2 separate regions of the Callithrix jacchus genome follow, and region 2 is linked to region 1. A link is a contact called in public Hi-C data. All regions are on one chromosome and are shown on one strand. Each heading gives the region's core, a stretch centred on a gene start, on an enhancer-like site or on the middle of the called end of the contact. The rest is flanking DNA. Distances are from core to core; before and after follow the strand shown.

What was found. Hi-C and Micro-C count contacts between places; a contact is called where the count stands out from the background.
Region 2: a Hi-C map of skeletal muscle shows a contact between it and region 1, with 4 times the contacts expected there. The contact joins two enhancer-like sites. A contact is called at or near these places in 2 of 3 Hi-C or Micro-C datasets (both in skeletal muscle).

The regions. Positions count from the first base shown.
Region 1 is chr1:194,874,647-194,881,326 of calJac240_pri, forward strand. SPECC1L (sperm antigen with calponin homology and coiled-coil domains 1 like) reads left to right here. Exons shown (of 16, transcript XM_035267244.3): 4 at 1-489; 5 at 1,778-1,985; 6 at 6,008-6,081. Among named protein-coding and RNA genes, the nearest start is that of SPECC1L, 65 kb to the left of the region's middle. Within about 2 kb of position 5,180, at least 1 of the 16 cell types and tissues checked has an H3K27ac peak or open chromatin away from gene starts, as enhancers often do. A contact at or near this core is called in skeletal muscle, where this site is marked.
Region 2 is chr1:195,059,781-195,065,644 of calJac240_pri, forward strand. It overlaps UPB1 (beta-ureidopropionase 1), which reads left to right. Exons shown (of 10, transcript XM_035267335.2): 4 at 3,312-3,406. Among named protein-coding and RNA genes, the nearest start is that of UPB1, 19 kb to the left of the region's middle. Within about 2 kb of position 3,176, at least 3 of the 16 cell types and tissues checked have an H3K27ac peak or open chromatin away from gene starts, as enhancers often do. A contact at or near this core is called in skeletal muscle, where this site is marked.

The DNA of each region.
Region 1 (6,680 bases), core at 3,930-6,429:
AAAAGTGGGCGCTATATGGAATTAGAGCAACGTTACATGGACCTTGCTGAGAATGCCCGTTTTGAACGGGAGCAGCTTCTTGGTGTCCAGCAGCATTTAAGCAATACTTTGAAAATGGCAGAACAAGACAACAAGGAAGCTCAAGAAATGATAGGGGCACTCAAAGAACGCAGTCACCATATGGAGCGAATTATTGAGTCTGAGCAGAAAGGGAAAGCAGCCTTGGCAGCCACGTTAGAGGAGTACAAAGCCACAGTGGCCAGTGACCAGATAGAGATGAATCGCCTGAAGGCCCAGCTGGAGAATGAAAAGCAGAAAGTGACAGAGCTGTATTCTATCCATAACTCTGGAGACAAATCTGATATTCAGGACCTCCTGGAGAGTGTCAGACTGGACAAAGAAAAAGCAGAGACTTTGGCTAGTAGCTTGCAGGAAGATCTGGCTCATACCCAAAATGATGCCAATCGATTACAGGATGCCCTTGCTAAGGTATTGTTTAAATAGATTAAAATGTTCCGGACAGCATTAGGCAGCTGCCATGTACAATGCTTACTGAGAATCAGGGTCACTGATTTGGTTTGGTGTGTTATTAGCTTTTTTTAAAGCTGATATTTTTAAAATTTGAGAATGATTTCCTTTTTTTGGAATGCAGTGAAAGTATTCTTAAGATAATGTCACTTTCTCTCACTTGTATTTTGTTTCTGTTTTCCTGCCTGTGAGAGGATGTGGCTGGTATTACAGCTAAAACCAGAATTTGTCCCTAGTTCTGAGTATGCCTATGGAGCAGGTCATGAAACCTTACCTCCTCCCACCTCATCTTGAATCTGTTTTGGTATAATATAGTTGGAGAGTCAGTATTCCAGTCTGTAGCATCAGCAGTGCATATTTCCTTTTATTCCGCTGTAGTAATAGTTTTTCAAATAGAGATCTGTTGAGAGTTTAAAAATATTTTTGGCATATGGAGACCCCTGTTTTTCAGAGGCCTGTGACTTATTGCTGGCAGGGACCTTAGTGATCATCAGTCCAGCCCCTTGTTTTACATGCATGCAGCATAATAGTGAGAACTCAATTGGAACTGCTACCCAGGGCTGCTGGCATTCTGGCCAGGAATCTGTACCCCATGTGGTTGCTGATGAAGTGTTTATTTTCATGAGTTATCTATTATTCTAGCTTACATTTTATTTATTTGTTACTTTAGTGCGTGGTTTTAAAAGAAATTTTAATATATCTTTGGCCAAATTTTGAATAATTTAGATTTTAAGGTTTTTTTAGTGATTACTTTTGAAGTTACAGTTTAGGAGATTTGTATTATTTTTTGGTACATGTATGTTGAAGGGCTACTATGAACTAATACTTTTGTAAAAACACTGAGAATTGTTTTTCCCTTTTTCAGTTTGATACTGGAATCATCACAAATATGACATTATTTTTGTTAGGACAGCATGTTAATCTTTAATCAAATGTACATGCTTTCAGTTCAAACTTTGGAGGAAGGAAAATTTCCAAAGTTTCCCTGTAAATAATCTGGTTAAGTTCAGTGATAATATCAATATAATTTCAGTCAGTGTTACAGCAACAGTTTATGTTTAAGGGTTTTATATGAAATCTTACCATGGAGTACTTTTTCTTACTTTTTAACAGTTATTACACAAGTTGTTCTAGTTCATCTGTAGTACCTCACGTTTAGCTCCTCTTCAAAACGGTGTGTACCTCAATTCTGAAACTTACCTTAGAACAACTCTTACTTTTCTAAAACTGCATCATCAATTTTATGTAGGTAGAGGATGAATACCGAGCCTTCCAAGAAGACGCTAAGAAACAAATTGAAGATTTGAATATGACATTAGAAAAATTAAGATCAGAGCTGGATGAAAAAGAAACAGAAAGAAGTGACATGAAAGAAACCATCTTTGAACTTGAAGATGAAGTAGAACAACATCGTGCTGTGAAACTTCATGACAACCTCATTATTTCTGATTTAGAGAGTAAGTGATAAGAACTTTTCATTCTTTTTTGTCCTCCCCTTTTAAACATGTAGGGATAATTTGCATTTAGTAATAAAATAGGGCTGAACATGTTGACTCATGCCTGTAATTCTAGCATTTTGGGAGGCTGAGGCAGGAGATTAAGACCAAACAAGGCTGGGCCCAGTGGCTGATGCCTATAATCCCAGCACCTTGGAAGGCCGAGGCAGGTAGATCACTTGAGTTCAGGAGTTTGAGACCAGCCTGGCCAACATGGTAAAACCCCATATCTATTAAAAATACAAAAATGAGCTGGGTGTGGTGGCAGGTGCCTGTAATCCCAGCTACTTGGGAGGCTGAGGTGGGAGGATCACTTGAACCCAGGAGGCGGAGGCTGCAGTGAGCTCTAGTTGTGCCACTGCACTCAAGTCTGGGCCACAGAGTGAGACTCCATCTCAAAACAAAAGAAAAAGTCACAAATTGATCCTGTGTCCATGGTACCTGGCCTGGTAATGTCAGCATGATTGATGGGCATATAACCAGAGCGAGGATGGATTGTTTTTTATTTGTTAGAGAATAATGGGGTTCATAATCAAGAATGGGGCTCAAAGGTTATGAACTCCTTGTTAAATGGGTACGACAATGCCCAGAGTTGTTCAGAACAAAATTGTACTAATGACATTGAGACTAGCACTTTGCCTGATCTTTAGAATAAAAATAACATTGTAGAAATTGAGTTATAATTTATAATTTAAAAATAGGAAGATCATAGTAGTAGTTCTTCTCCTTGGTAGCTCAAATGTTGATTTTGAGTTGAAGACAGTAGATGGCAGTGTCCCTCACAGTAGGAACACTGAAGAGGAAGGAAACTGCCATTAGAGGCTTGAGACTCGAAGAGTAATGCTGCTTTCTTGTATGACCACAAATCATGCTAGATGGCAGTTTTGTAAACTAGTATTCACAACAAGAACTTAAGCACAAACTCCTTTGTTTCCAGGAAAATAATAATACTTTCTGTTTCAGAGTAAAAATACAGGCATGATTGTAAAGTTTAAATCAAATTCCCTAGAGACACCTTTAGTGCACTTTATTCTGAGTATTTCCACTGGCTGCCGGTTTCTCTTTTATTTAAAGGGATTTTATTTATTTATTATTTATAAGAGGTGACAATAATAAATATGTCGTGACGGGCGACAGAAAAACACCTTTTAAATAATTGTGATTATGTGAATTCTGTGGTCGTGAATGAAAAGGTTAATAAAGAGAAAAAGAACAAAATAAGTGAATGAAATTGAGAATTTGTGATTTGTCTAAGATGGCCATGTAGCTTAAAATGTCATCTGAGAATCAAAATGCCAAATGTTAAAAGTGAGCTTTACTGTCGTTTGTCTTGCGTGTATTATGTTTAACAATAAGTAGATGTGTCCTTTGTGACCAGAAAATGAAAACAATTTTTTTTAAGCAAATTTCAAGAGAAATTACACTCCTAACATTTTTTGCTTGCCTGTTTTTTGTTGTTTTTTTTTTTTTTGAGATGGAGTTTTGCTCTTGTTGCACTGGCTGGAGTACAGTAGCACCATCTTGGCTCACTGCAACCTCTGCCTCCTGGGTTCAAGTGATTATCCCATCTGAGCCTCCTGGGTAGCTAGGATTACAGGCACCTGCCATCACGCCTGGCTAATTTTTTATTTTTAGTAGAGACAGGGTTTCACCATGTTGGCCAGGCTTGTCTCGAACTCCTGACCTCAAGTGATTGGTAGATATTACAGGCCTAAGCCACCATGTCTGGCCACCTGTTTTGATTATGAAATATTTCTTGCATATAAATGGATACAGTGTAAATGAAAGGTGTAACCCTAGTGTTTTCAATATTAGAAAATTTTCAGCTTCTGTTCTTACTCCTCATCTATGTCCAAAACCCTGAATTTGTCTATATGTGTGGTCACAAGGAGTCAAGTTCGCTTGCTGATTCCAGAGCCATCCTTGCCTCCAGAGATAAGGATGAGGGGGCATACACTCACCCACTCAGCTTGGTGTCTGCTTTACCCAAACCAGTTTGGATGGCCTGTTTGACCCTTAGTTTGCAGGTTGAGTCTGAAGTAGCTTGTATATGAGACAGGCTTTAAAGTTTAATCCTTTGTTTATGAAGTCATCTACCTTTGTTGTCTTAGCACAAGACTAACCTTTTTGTCTCTAAGATGATGAAGATTATGTCTTTTTCGTTTTCTTCTTAAGCACTTAAAAAAAAAGCTTGGTACAAAGTTGGTACATATCACACATTTGAAGAATTAAAGAGTAAATTTTGAACCCTTTTTATTTCACAGGACCTGACTTTGTTACACAGTTTCGGGGCAATGAATGGGAGCAAGTTAACCACTGGCTACCAGAATTGCCCCTGCTGCCAACATTTTATCTCATTTATTTCTGATCCAGCTTTAGAAAATACAGCATTATTTATATAATTGTAAGAATTATTATTCCACATATAATTGTTATAAATATTCAAGGCTCTATATTGTTAAAGTGAATGCATGCCATTTAAAAATATCAGAACACACATATACCAGCATCAGATATAGAGTGGCAAAAAGATTTTAGAAGAGAAGGTTCTAGTGGAACAAGGATAAGGAAGATGATGAGCCATCTAAGAAAAAACATCAGTATACTCATACTTTAGGGTCTTGATTAAAAGCCAGTAAATTGTTAGCTACAGGAAGAATTTTTTGATTACATGTGCCATTGTAAGCAGGTATTCACTATGCCTGAGTTCCTTCTGCTAAGTATAAGGAATGGGAGAAAATGTTATTTACCCAGAAACACTAATGTCTAAAGTTACACGGTCTCTGATGACAAATTGTTAAGTTCTGTCAATAGGATACTTACTTAAAAAAAAAACCAAACACCTAGGTAATGGTTTCAGCATTGCTTTTTATTATGCTACCGTTAGCCTGCACATTTATACATTTATTCCATTTTAAAGACCTACCACATTTCAACTACTGAGTGTGTGAGGTCATCACATGGCTTCTTCTGCCTTTGAAGTGTTTTTAGTCTAGTGGTCGAGACAGGTGTATAAAGAGATGTGGTAATGTTGGTGGCAACACGATACAAGGCCATGTAAGACAGAGTTGGAACGCAGAGAAAAGCCAGGGATCTACTGGGGTGGGACTGTAGGTGAATCAGAGTAAGGATTTGCCACTAGTTGTAAGTACGCTTCCTTGCCCTTAACCAAAAAGTGATTGGTTCCTGAGCTGTCAAAGGAACCAGCTGTGAAAGGTTTACTTAGTGGCACCTGTCAGCATAGCACCCTCCTAAGGCATTTCTCTCTTATGCGTGGATTTTAGAGTAGAATGTCCAAAGAGAAGGTGACTTCCCTTTATGACCCTGGCACTTTCATTTTTGTATCCTCACTCTATCTAGAATGGTACTTTGCGTCTTATTGGTACTCATCGAATGTTTTTAGAGTGAATGAAACTGTTTTAAGAAAATTTGTATTATGAGATGAGTAATTTGAATAATTATTACTTTATAAATATATTTATTTAAAAAAATATTTTGTAGGATTAATTTAAATAGCAGCTCCCCTGGGTATTATTTTTTTTACTAATTTTGATTTTACTAATTCACTACTTTTCTGGAATTTATTCTAGTGTGTAAAGAAAGATATGCTTATATAATTACTGCAGATTAATAATACTTATGATTAAAAGTTCATATTTTAGTCACAGTCAATATTGTTTTGATTGTTTATGTACCAACAAAGTGGATTTCTCACGGTTTTACATTTTGTTTCAGAATTAAGATATTGTGGAAGGAAGTGATTTAGAAATTGTGATTTTTAACTTGCTATTTTCCAAAGAAAGTAATACTGGTTATTACTTGGATTCAATATTTTTTCTATTAAAGTTTTGTATTAAAATTTTTTGTAGTCTTTGGACAGGATAACTTTTTCACATGTCATATTTAAAGTACCTCTTTTCTTTATATCATTCCTTTGAAAATTGTAGTGAGAATAAATATTTAAACTTTTATGGTCTTTTCAGATACAGTTAAAAAACTCCAGGACCAGAAGCATGACATGGAAAGAGAAATAAAGACTCTCCACAGAAGACTTCGGGTAGGATAAATCTTCATGGATTATCTTGTTAGAAAAGTTTTCTGAAATTTGAGGTTTAGTCATTGACTGTGTTATCATTCATCTTAAGCTTTAGATACAGTGATAATACCGACCCCATTGGGCTTTGGGCAGAAAGCAAATGTTGTCATTTCAAATTGAGACTGGTGCTAGATTTTGGGTAGAAGAATATACTATAGGTTGAGTATCCCTAACCAGAAATTCTGAAATCTAAAATGTTCCAAAATTCACAACTCTTTGAGTGATGGCATGATGCTCAAAGGAGATGCTTATTGGAGCATTTTGGATTTCGGATTTTCAGATTTGGGATGCTTAGCTGTTAAGTATAGTGCAAATATTCCAAAATCCAAAACATCTTAAATCTGAAATGCTTTTGGATAAGTGGTACTTGACCTGTAGAAATTTATGGGTAATAATTTTAGAATGATAGATTTGGGGGAAAACTGTTCTATTTTGTAAAGAAAGGTTATTAGCTGTTGATTATAAGATGCCCCAAACCAGTCTGTTTTCATACACGTTTTCTTCATTTTGTGCATATGATCCATCTTGCCAACAGCAATGCAGCCATGATGCAGGGGGTG
Region 2 (5,864 bases), core at 1,926-4,425, 180 kb after region 1:
AAAAAAAAAAAAAAAAAAGAAGCAACCCCTGAACGATTTCTTTTCTAACGGAAAAGGCTTCTTAAAGACCCAGGCTAGCAAGCTTTGATATGCACATGCAGGCGATTAGAAACTAGGTCCACCCAACTTGGCCAACGTGGTGATTCCTGCCCTCTCCTCCTTGTCACCACCTGTGCCAAGTGTCCTGGCTGCCTCCAGATAACTCACACATGTTCAAGACATCATGGTGGCTCATATTTGCATATCAAAGGGCTAAGGTGGGAGGGCCAGGTTTTTTGCGGGCTACTTGAATGACACACCTGGTCAAACCAATCCCCAGGGCCCTATGCAAATCAGACACCACCTCCTTCAGCCTCCAGATATAACCAACCACCTTTTCCACTGCAAACAGGGCATCTCTTTGTTCGGAGACCCCCGTCCCTCTGTATCTGTGTGGGGGAGCTATTTTCTATCAAGCACCGTGTTCCACATGTACTTGGCATTTAGGAAATGCTGGCTATAATTGTTACTCCTAAACAGGCCATAAGCCCCTAGCAGAGGCCAGTTAAACCCTGCCCCATCACATCAGGCAGCTTTCTGCAAACCCTCCTCAAGTTAGTTCAAAGTAGCTGGAACAATAGCAGACAACTGGAAACTTCTGTTAGGCTAATCCCTTTAAAAGAAATAGACTTGGGCTGGGCATGATGGCTCATGCCTACAATCCCAGCACTTTGGGAGGCTGAGGCAGGGGATCACCTGAGGTCAAGAGTTCGAGACTGGCCTGACCAACATGGCGAAACCTGTCTCTACTAAAAATAAAAAATAAATTAATTAACCAGGCGTGGTGACAGGCAGCTGTAATCCCAGCCACTTGGGAGGCTGAGGCAGGAGAATCACTTGAACCTGGAAGTGGTGGTTGCAGTGAGCTGAGATCCTGACATTGCACTCCAGCCTGGGCAACAAGAGCAAAACTCCATCTCAAAACAGCAGCAACAACAACAAAACAAAGAAATGGACTTGGGTTACTGTGATGTGGGAGATCTATAGAGTTAACGGAATTGGTCCAGATAAGAAATTTAGTTTTCCACATTGAGAAAGAAAAAGATGAATAGCCCAGTAGGAAATAGGCAAAGGGTATGAACAAAAAAAATGTAGGGGAGGAATCCAGACTGGCCAGTGAATGTGTGGTGAGGGGCTCAGCCTCACCAAACATATGGGAAACATTTACTCACAGTGAGGCACCATTCACACAAGCAGACTGGCAGGTACTGAAGATAACTCCATGCACTGCAGATATCCATGTGTGGCTGGGCTGCAGAGCAGCATTGCATACATAGCCAAAGGTCCCAAGGCCCACTCCAGCACATTCCCCTCCTTCCCCTGCATAGGGGTCTGCGTTGAACCTGGTGTGCATAGAGATGACCAGCATCCTTGAACTGTTACTATGTGTGTACCTAACTGTTTGGAAGGAGAAAAAGTACTTTGGGAGGCCGAGGCAGGCAGATCACAAGGTCAGGAGTTTGAGACCAGCCTGGCCAACATGGCAAAACCCCATCACTGCTAAAAATACAAAAATTAGGCATGGTGGTACATGCCTGTAATGCCAGCTACTTAGGAGGCTGAGGCAGGAGAATTGCTTGAACCCAGGAGGCAGAGGTTGCAATAAGCCAAGATTATGCCATTGCACTCCAGGGTGGACGACAAGAGCAACACTCCTTCTCAAAAAAAAGAAAGAGGCAAGCAAAAACCAGTGAGTTGGATGAATTTCCTACAGAATTAGCTCCCTGGTAGGGCCTGGCCGGAGATTATGAGAGTAGTAGCATTAATCCTTGCAGATACTCATCCCATCCAGTGGTACTTTTTGTGGGATCATTACTGAGTAGCTTTTCTTATTTCTGAAGAAGCCTCCCTATCACTAGGAGGAGGGAGGGTCCCAGTGCCATCCCCAGTGTCCTTCTGATACTTTACCCAAGGAGTCTTCATGGAGCTCCTGCCACCCTGCAGATTGGCCAGCAGCTTGAGATCTGCTGGTTGGGAACTTTTGCTATTTAAAACATTTTTTGTAATTGTGGCATATAGATATATCTAACAATATTTACCATTTTAACCGTTTTTAATTGTATGGTCTGAGGCATTAAGTACATTAATGTTGTTGTATACCATCATCACCATGAGCTCTAGAACTTTTCTCATCATTCAGAATTGGACCCCTCCACCCATTAAACAGTACATCCCCTCTTCTGGCCCCTGACAGCTCTACTACTTTTTTGTCGTTAGGAATTTGACTACTCTAAATACCTCCTGTGAGTAGACTCCTACAGTATTTGTTTTGTATCTTAGCATATACTTTTTTTTTTTTTTTTTTTTGAGGCAGAGTCTTGTCTGTCACCCAGACTAGAGTGCAGTGGCATGATCTTGGCTCACTGCAACCTCTGCCTCCCAGGTTCAAGCGATTCTCCTGCCTCAGCCTCCCAAGTAGCTGGGAATACAGGCACCTGCCACTACACCTGGCTAACTTTTTTTTTTTTTTTTTTTTGAGACAGAGTCTTGCCCTGTAGCCCAGGCTGGAGTGCAATGGCACGATCTCGGCTCGCTGCAACCTCCGCCTCCTGGGTCCAAGCAATTCTCTTGCCTCAGCCTCCCGAGTAGCTGAGATTACAGGCATATGCCACCACCCCCGGCTAATTTTTTTGTATCTTTAGTAGAGATGGGGTTTCACTATGTGGGCCAGCCTGGTCTCGATCTCCTAACCTTGTGATCCACCTGCTTCTGCCTCCCAAATGCTGGGATTACAGGCATGAGCCACCCACCATGCCTGGCCCTTAGCATATTCCTAAAGGTTCATCCATGTGAGCATGTACCAGAATTTCTTCCCTTTTTAAGAGGGCTGGATACTATTCCATTGTATCTATATGCACCACATTTTACCTGCATGTATCAGAATTCTTTCCCTTTTTAAAAAGGCTGAGTGATATTCCATTGTGTATGTATACACCATGTTTTACTTGTCAGTTATCTGTCGATAAGACAGTTGGATTGTTTCCAGCTTTTGGCTATTGTGAATGATGTTCCTGGAAACATCAGTGTGAAAATGTCTGCGCTGCAATTGTTTTTAAGACTTTGGGAAAGACATTTGGCCCAGCTTCTTGTTTGCCATGAAGCCCAGAGGTAGGGGCTGCCCAGTGCCCACAGCCAGGAATGGGACCCAGAAGCCAGGCCGTGGCACTCCTGAGGCTGTATTCTCTTGCAGTGACCTCCTGCTGCTGGGCTGAGGAGCCCCGCTCAGAGGCTGTGCATCTTGGATATAATTCTGCCCTTTCTCCTATTTATAGCTATGCCCTTTGCCTTCTGTACGAGAGAGAAGCTTCCTTGGACAGAATTTGCTGAGTCAGCAGAAGACGGGCCCACCACCAAATTCTGTCAGAAGGTAGGACATTAACTGTGCCTCTGGTAGCAGCTGCCAAATATGTGCAAGTCACAAAGCACGACCACAGCTTCTGCGTATGGCCTTTCATCATGGAAAATGCACTCCTTTGGTGTTTGTTTTGCCAGATAAGATAAGACTATTTGCCACCTTTTTTTTTTTTTTTAGCATACTCTTAAAATTGGAGAGTGTAAGGCTCCAGAAGGGCCATTAGTAGCTTTTTTAGGCAAGGGAGCTACAGCCCAGGGAGGATGGTAGCAGGTGACTTTTGTAGTAAGTCCTGCAGCTGGCAAGTGGCAGAGCTGGCATTCAGGGACCAGAGGGGCCAGTTCCTCAACCAGAGCTCTGCCGGCTCCACTGCAGTTAGCTTGAGCCACAGAAGCTTCGATTCATGGCCTGTGTCTCATCAGTGTAGAAATTGTTTTTGATTTTTCTTCATTAAAACCTCATAATACATGTTGTGTGGTCCCATTTATATGAACTGTCCAGAATAGGCAAATCCGTAGAGACAGAAAGCAGATCAGTGGTGGCCAGGGGCTGGGGGCGAGGAAGGAAGGGAATGATTGCTAATGGGCACAAAGTTTCCATTTAGGGTGATGAAATGTTCTAAAATTAGGTAGTGGCGATGGTTGCACAACTCTGAATATCCTGAATACTACTGAACTTCACACTTCAAAAGAGTGACTCCTTGTTCTGCTCTTTCCCCACTTCTCATTACTGGACTTGACTGATCTTAAAGTGAATCTTAATGCTGTGTGAATTATGTCTTATAAAGCTGTTACCAGAAAGCCCGTAACATTTCATGAGGTGACGAAGGGTAGTTTATCCTTATTTTCACCTCTAACAAAAGAACTGTTTTCATTTCTTTGTATTCTCTTTCAGATTTTATGTATATACTTCGGGGCTTTTGGGGCACACCTATATATAATCATGGTGACTTTATCAATACTTAGTTGTGATTCCAAACACTGGTGTTCTCAGGCTATAAGGGAAAAAAAAAATCTCTCATTCACCGGTTTGTTGGTTCCTTGCTATGGAGAAAAGAGGAAGGGGACTTTTGCAGATGATAAGCCTGAGCCAGGGCTGGAGGAAGAGTTTAAAAGGGAGCTGATGTTAGGGACACTCTACCTCCACAGGGACTTAAGGCTGCTCTTAACATGGCCCCTAGTGCTGCCTTCCGAGTGTGCCTCTCCCCTGTCCTGTCGTTAAGGCCAGAGATCATGATGGCTAATTAGAGCAGAGGACAAGACCGGGTGCAGTGGCTCATGCCTGTAATCCTAGCACTTTGGGAGGCCAAGGTGGGTGGATCACCTGAGGTCAGGAGTTCAAGACCAGCCTGGCCATCATGGTGAAACCCCAACTTTATACAAATAAATAAATAAAAATAAAGAGCAGAGGACAAATGACCTACCGGGCTGCTCATCCTGAGGTCACCAGGGCTTGATGTTCTTACTTGGAACAAAAGGAATTTGATGCCAAAGAGATTTATTTTTGGTGTAGATAAGAAGTTTGATTATTCTTTTTATTTTTTATTTATTTATTATTTTTTTTTTTTTTGAGACAGTTTTGCTGTTGTTACCCAGACTGGAGTGCAATGGCACCATCTTGGCTCACCGAAACCTCTGCCTCCTGGGTTCAAGCAATTCTCCTGCCTCAGCCTCCCGAGTAGCTGGGAATACAGGTGCACACCACCATGCCCAGCTAATTTTTGTATTTTTAGTACAGACAGGGTTTCACCTTGTTGACCAGGATGGTCTTGATCTCTTGACCTCGTGATCCACTCTCCTCGGCCTCCCAAAGTGCTGGGATTGTAGGCTTGAGCCACCATGCCTGGCTTTTATTCTTTTTTAAAGTAGTAAAATATATATATAAAATGTACCATTTTAACCATTTTAAGTTCAGTAGTGTAAAGTATATTCACGTTGTGCAGATCTCCAGAACTTTTGCATCTTGCAAATCTGACTCTATACCCATTAAACAATAGCTCCCCACTCCCCCAACCCCTGCAATTACCATGCTACTAATATTATACTCTCCATTTCTGTGAATTTGACTACTCTAGATACCTTACACAAATGGAATCATACAGTATTTGTCTTTTTGGGACTGGCTTATTTCATTTAGCATATCATCAAGGTTTATCCATGTATAGTATAGAACCATAGCATTTAAGGCTGGATGATACTCCATTATATGGGTGTGCCACGGTTCGTTTATCCATTCACCCATTGATGGGCACTTGGGTGAATGGATGAACGAAACATGGCACATTTCACCCAAGTGCCCGTCACATTTGTAAATCCATGCTCATTGCAGCGTTACTCACAATAGCAAAGAGATTGCTACTGTGAGTAATGCTGCAGTGAACATGGATTTGCAAATCTCTTTGAGACCCTGCTTTCAATCCTTTTGGTATATACCCAGGATTGGGATTGCCAGATCAAATGGTAATTCTTGTGTA